Regions from separate parts of the Mus musculus genome. Here region 1 is linked to region 2. The links are chromatin contacts, called in public HiChIP or PLAC-seq maps. All regions are on one chromosome and are shown on one strand. The core of a region is the stretch at or near the end of the contact, and the rest is flanking DNA. Distances in the headings are between cores, read along the strand shown. Region 1 has its middle 14 kb from the start of Med18. Region 2 holds the start of Atpif1 (ATPase inhibitory factor 1).

Region 1 (2,700 bases), core at 47-2,546, 85 kb before region 2:
GGGAAGGAGAGACTGGGAAATCTCCATGAGTTTGCAGTCAGCCTGATCTACATATCCAGTTCTAGGCCAGCTGAAGCTATATCATGTGTGAGACTTTGTCTCACAGAGAAAAACAAAACGCTAGAAAGGGGGGCTGGAGAGATGGCTCAGTGGTTAAGACTGCCTGTAGCTCTACCAGAGGACCTGAGCTCAGTTCCCAGTTCCCATATTGGATGACTCTCAACCAACTGTAACTCTGCCACCACAGGGTCTAGCATCCTCTTCTGGCCTCTGAGGACACCTGAGACATACACGTACACACAGTATACCTTCACAGTTTTGCCTCAAGGATATATTAACTCTCCTGCCCTGTGTCATAATTTAGTTAGAAGGGATCTTGATCGTTTGGATCTTCCACAAAATATCACATTGGTGCACTATATTGATGACATTATGCTGATTGGAACAAGTGAGCAGGAAGTAGCAACCACTTTGGACTCATTGGTAACACATATGCGTATCAGAGGATGGGAAATAAATCCAACCAAAATTCAAGGACCATCTACCTCAGTGAAATTCTTAGGAGTCCAGTGGTGTGGGGCATGCAGAGATATTCCTTCTAAGGTGAAAGATAAGTTATTGCACCTGGCCCCTCCTACAACCAAGAAAGAAGCACAACGTTTAGTGGGCCTATTTGGATTCTGGAGACAACACATCCCTCACTTGGGTGTGTTACTTAGGCCTATTATTATATGAAAATTTAATACACACACACACACACACACACAAACACACACACACATACACACCACAAATAAGTAAATAAATAACTTGAAAATGAAATATTCTAAACATAAATTGGAGCACTAAATGCTGAGAGATTTGGGTTTTTTTTTGTTTTTTGTTTTTAAGATTGATTAATTTATTTATTTTATGTTCCCGAGTGCGCTGTAGCTGACTTCAGACACACCAGAAGAGGGCATCAAATTCCATTACAGATGTTTGTGAGGCACCATGTGGTTGCTGGGAATTGAACTCAGGACCTCTGGAAGAGCAGTCAGTGCTCTTAACCTCTGAGCCATCTCTCCTACCCTCTTTTTTCTTTTCGAGACAGGCCTTCATGCAGCTTAGGCTGACCTTCAACTCCCTGTATAGCTAAGAATGCCCTTGGGCTTCTGCTCTTTCTATATCCATCATCTCTCAAGTGCTGGAATTATAGGCATAAGGCAAGGATCAAACCCAGGGCCTTCTGCATGCAACACAAGTGCTCTGCGAACTCAGCTAGATCCTCAATCCAGCTGAGTCATTTCTGGGTGTGGTGAGTGTGTGTACACATACCACAGTGTGCATGTGGAAGTCAGAGGACAACTTCTGGGAGTAGGTTTTCTCCTACCGTGTGGGTCCCAGGGACTTAACTCAGGTCACCAGGCTTGACACAATTACCCGATGAGCCATTGTGATGACCCCTGCATCTTTATTTAAACCAGCCTAAATACTAAATATATACACACATATATTTCTTCTTCTTCTTCTTCTTCTTCTTCTTCTTCTTCTTCTTCTTCTTCTTCTTCTTCTTCTTCCTCTTCTTCTTCTTCTTCAATACAGGGTTTCTCTGTCCTGGAACTCACTCTGCAGACCAAGCTGGATGGCCTCAGATTCACAGAGACCTGCCTCTATTTACACATATATACATATACACATATGCACATATACACACATATACACATACACACATACACCCTACACCCTACACATATACACATATACACTCTACACCATACACATATACTCATATACACACATACACCATACACATATACACACATACACACATACACCATACACATGTACACACATACACCATACACATATACACATGTACACATATATACAAATACACATATGCACATATACACACATACACACATATACCCTACACCCTACACATATACACATATACACTCTACACCATACACATATACTCATATACACACATACACCATACACATATACACACATACACACATACACCATACACATGTACACACATACACCATACACATATACACATGTACACATATATAGAAATACACATATGCACATATACTTAATGCACATATATACATATACACATTGCAAATGCTACATCCACTGCAGTAGTGACTCGCTTGGCAGGCCTAAAAACCTGGAAGCAGTCCTGAGGCAAAGAGCTTCAAGGAAACTCAGCCTCCTGGAACCATAGCATTCCCATAGCTAAAATGCCCCAGATTTGTCCCTGCAATATCGTGGAGCGTCTTACATGCTTTCTTACAGTATTTTACTACATAAGAGTTAGATATTTCAGGGCAAGCTTAGCAAAGTATACTTAGAATCTTCACTACAGCCAGGTATAGTAGGCTACATTGCATATTAGAAGCAAGTTGGTGAATTCTTCTGACAAATGGAGATTCCCTACAAATACTCAAAAGTACAGCCAAGTTGCCTTCATATATAAGAATTTATCAAGGCCTAGGAAATAGGGGGAGTTGTGATATTGCATTATTCATGAGAAGGTCTGCTAGAGCAGAACCCCCTGGTGCTAGCTTTCACAAGGCCCAAAGGCGTAGCACAAATTGTGACTAGGGTGTGAAATCCTTAGCTGTCATTAGCTGATCCTAGGCAGGGCTGTTCTATCTTTACTGTAAATATTACCTGGTTCCTATAAGTCCTTTGAAGTCATTC
Region 2 (2,718 bases), core at 23-2,522:
ACCTTCCTAGTCATCCTGACAGCAATTTTTTTTTATCCTTGCTTCTGAGTTCTTTCTCACAGTTTACTTTGTGAAGCCATCAGAGCCTTAGTAGGTAGTGAATTAGTAATTTTGAACTGTATCAATGTGTCGGTGAATGGACCTAATAACTTGGTGACGGGCTACAAGGACACTGAAAAGAACATCAAGCGAACTGGTGGTACAAACCTGTAATCCCAGCACTCCTGAGGCACACAGGAAGAGCTTAATCTAGCTTAATCTAGCCTATTCGACAAAGGGAATTCTGGGCCAGCCAGGGCTTCATAACAAGATCCTGTTTTCAGAAACAAACGAATAAACACCCACACCCCCCCATACACTCCCCCCCCGCACCCCCCCCGCCCCCCACACATAGGGCTAGTGCTGGGCCCCAATGGTGAAAGGAGAGAACGGACTCTTGAAAGTTGTTCTCCCTGACCTCTCCATGTGCATTGTGACACTGTGCCCCCACTAATAAGTAAGTATAATTTTAAAAATTAAATAACAAACTCCAAGCACAGATCCTTATACATGCATGCTCATAATTGCTTCCATCCCATTTTCCGATTTTGTCCCTACCTCAATGAGATCTGTTGTAACTCGGGATGGCCTCAAACTCGCAGTGAAGAAGCCAATTTCTCATCTTTCCGTCTCCACCTCCCCAGAGTTGGGGTTACAGGCATATGTCCAGCTTCATAATACTATTTCACAGTGGTCCAAAGGTGAGAAGACCCCAAATGTTGAACTACTGAAGAGGTCAACAAATCATAGCATAGACATACCTTTGAGGAATTGGATGCCACCATAAAATGCAGTAAAAAAAAAAAAAATTTTTTTGACAGTTTTTTTTTCACAGGCCTGGCTGTCCTGAAACTTACTATAGAGACTAGGCTGGCCCCAAACTCAGAAGATCTGCCTACCTCTGCCTCTGGAGTACCAGGATAGGCTCCACTGGGATAAACTCTTAAAAAACTGGTACATGGTGGTTACCCAGGCCAGTTCCAGCACTCCAGGGAGTCATGTAGATCTCTGTGAGTTTGAGGTCAGCCTGGTCTACAGAGAGAATTCCAGGACAACCAAGGCTACACAGAGAAATCCTGGGTCAAAAAAACCAAAAAACTGTCACATGAAAAAAACCTAAATAAGAATTGTATAAGTAGATTCCATCCATGGGAAATGTCCAGAATAATAATAGGTATATCCAGAGACAACAGATTTCTTTCTGTCAGAGACTGGAGACAACCAGGGCAACACTATGAAACTTTATCCTTATTCTGAAAAACCAAAACTAAAACCGAAAAAAAAAAAAAAGAGGTCTCGGCCCCTTTAAGTTCAGCTGGCGGGCGGGGAGTCCGGGAAGGCGGGCTTGGGTGGTTACGTGAGGCTGCGCTTGCGCAGAACGGTCACGTGGTGGTTAGCCGGGAAAATGGCGGCTTCGGGAGAGAGTGGTGCTTCGGGTGGCGGAGGCAGCACAGAGGAGGCATTTATGACCTTCTACAGTGAGGTGAGCCCGGAGTAAGGATGGTGGCCTTAGGACGACCGTGCTCCGGCTTCGTCCGCCGCGGCTGGGGCCGGCGAGGCGCCTCCTGGGACCGTTGGCCCGCGCCGTCTGGCCTGGGGACTGCGGATCGGCTGCGGAGTGCATGCGCGACCGCCACTGTGGCTACTGAGGTCCCCGGAACGCGGCGGGGCGGCTGGGCCTGTGGACCCAGACCCGGAGAGGGGCCCGGCGAGCTGCTGGTCGCGCGGTGCAGCCTGCTGGCGGTGGAGTCTCCGGCTGGCGGAGGCCGAGCTGCGGCGCACCCACTTTTATTTGTAAACAGGAAGGAGGCCCTTGTCCCACTCCTCTGCCATGAATTGTGCGAGTGGCGATTTCTGCGGTCTTATCAGTGCTGAGCACTGTTCATCGGGACAAGAATGCGTATGTGAACCCTCCATCTTTAACATGACGAACCTCTTAAGAGGGTGCATACGTTCTTGGTGTCAGGTAGGACAGGAGTGAACTTGCTCTGAGCCTTGTTGACATTTGCATCGCCAGTGCCTAATGCGTGGTGGATGTTTCGCATATATCCGTTGATTAAATGAATGAATAAACTGAGTTAAAGTTAGCTATCTGGCGTCAGAGGCCCACATATTGCGTTCTCGCAAGGCAATTAGCCTAACTGCTGTTGAAATTTCAAGACATCAGTTCCCACACTGGCAAGTTAACATTGTAAGAGTTTTCACGACGATTAAAGGGTTTCGTGTATAAAAAAGCAGCTTGAAAATTATAAAGCAGTCGTTTTCGAATTAAGTACTTTCTGGTAGCCCAGGTTGGACCCTCTTGCTTCAGCCTCCAAAGTGCTGGGACCAGAGCCATTATCTCTTGTGCTTATAAGAATACTTGTAAGCCGGGCGATGGTGGTTCATGCCTTTAATTCAGCACTTGGGAGGCAGAGGCAGGCGGATTTCTGAGTTCAGGGCCAGGCTGGTCTATAGAATGAGTTCCAGGACAGCCAGGGCTACACAGAGAAACCCTGTCTCAAAAAACAAAAACAAAAAAAAAATTTTTTTTTTATGTTAGGAAATATTTTTTTCCTTCACATTGTTAGCATATTTTGCATTGCTCACAGTTGGAGAAATTTTGGTCCATCTTGGTGGAAAATGGAGGCAGGGCAGTTGACATCCTCAGGCAGGAAACAGAGAAGAAAGGCCTGTGCT

What was found. HiChIP or PLAC-seq counts read pairs in DNA pulled down with a chosen protein or histone mark.
Region 1: an H3K4me3 HiChIP or PLAC-seq map of bone marrow-derived macrophages shows a contact between it and region 2, with 2.2 times the contacts expected there. The contact joins the enhancer-like site here to the promoter of Atpif1 in region 2. A contact is called at or near these places in 1 of 484 Hi-C or Micro-C datasets (bone marrow-derived macrophages), 6 of 115 datasets of contacts at active chromatin or transcription factors (the SCID.adh cell line, bone marrow-derived macrophages, embryonic stem cells and 1 more) and 3 of 9 other capture datasets (adipose tissue, liver and pancreatic islet).

The regions. Positions count from the first base shown.
Region 1 is chr4:132,448,680-132,451,379 of GRCm38.p6, forward strand. No RefSeq gene overlaps it. Among named protein-coding and RNA genes, the nearest start is that of Med18, 14 kb to the right of the region's middle. Within about 2 kb of position 1,297, at least 4 of the 459 cell types and tissues checked have an H3K27ac peak or open chromatin away from gene starts, as enhancers often do. A contact at or near this core is called in bone marrow-derived macrophages, where this site is marked.
Region 2 is chr4:132,534,142-132,536,859 of GRCm38.p6, forward strand. Atpif1 (ATPase inhibitory factor 1) reads right to left here and starts at 1,273. Exons shown (of 4, transcript NM_007512.4): 1 at 598-1,273. Dnajc8 (DnaJ heat shock protein family (Hsp40) member C8) reads left to right here and starts at 1,418. Exons shown (of 9, transcript NM_172400.3): 1 at 1,418-1,522. The coding sequence starts at 1,445.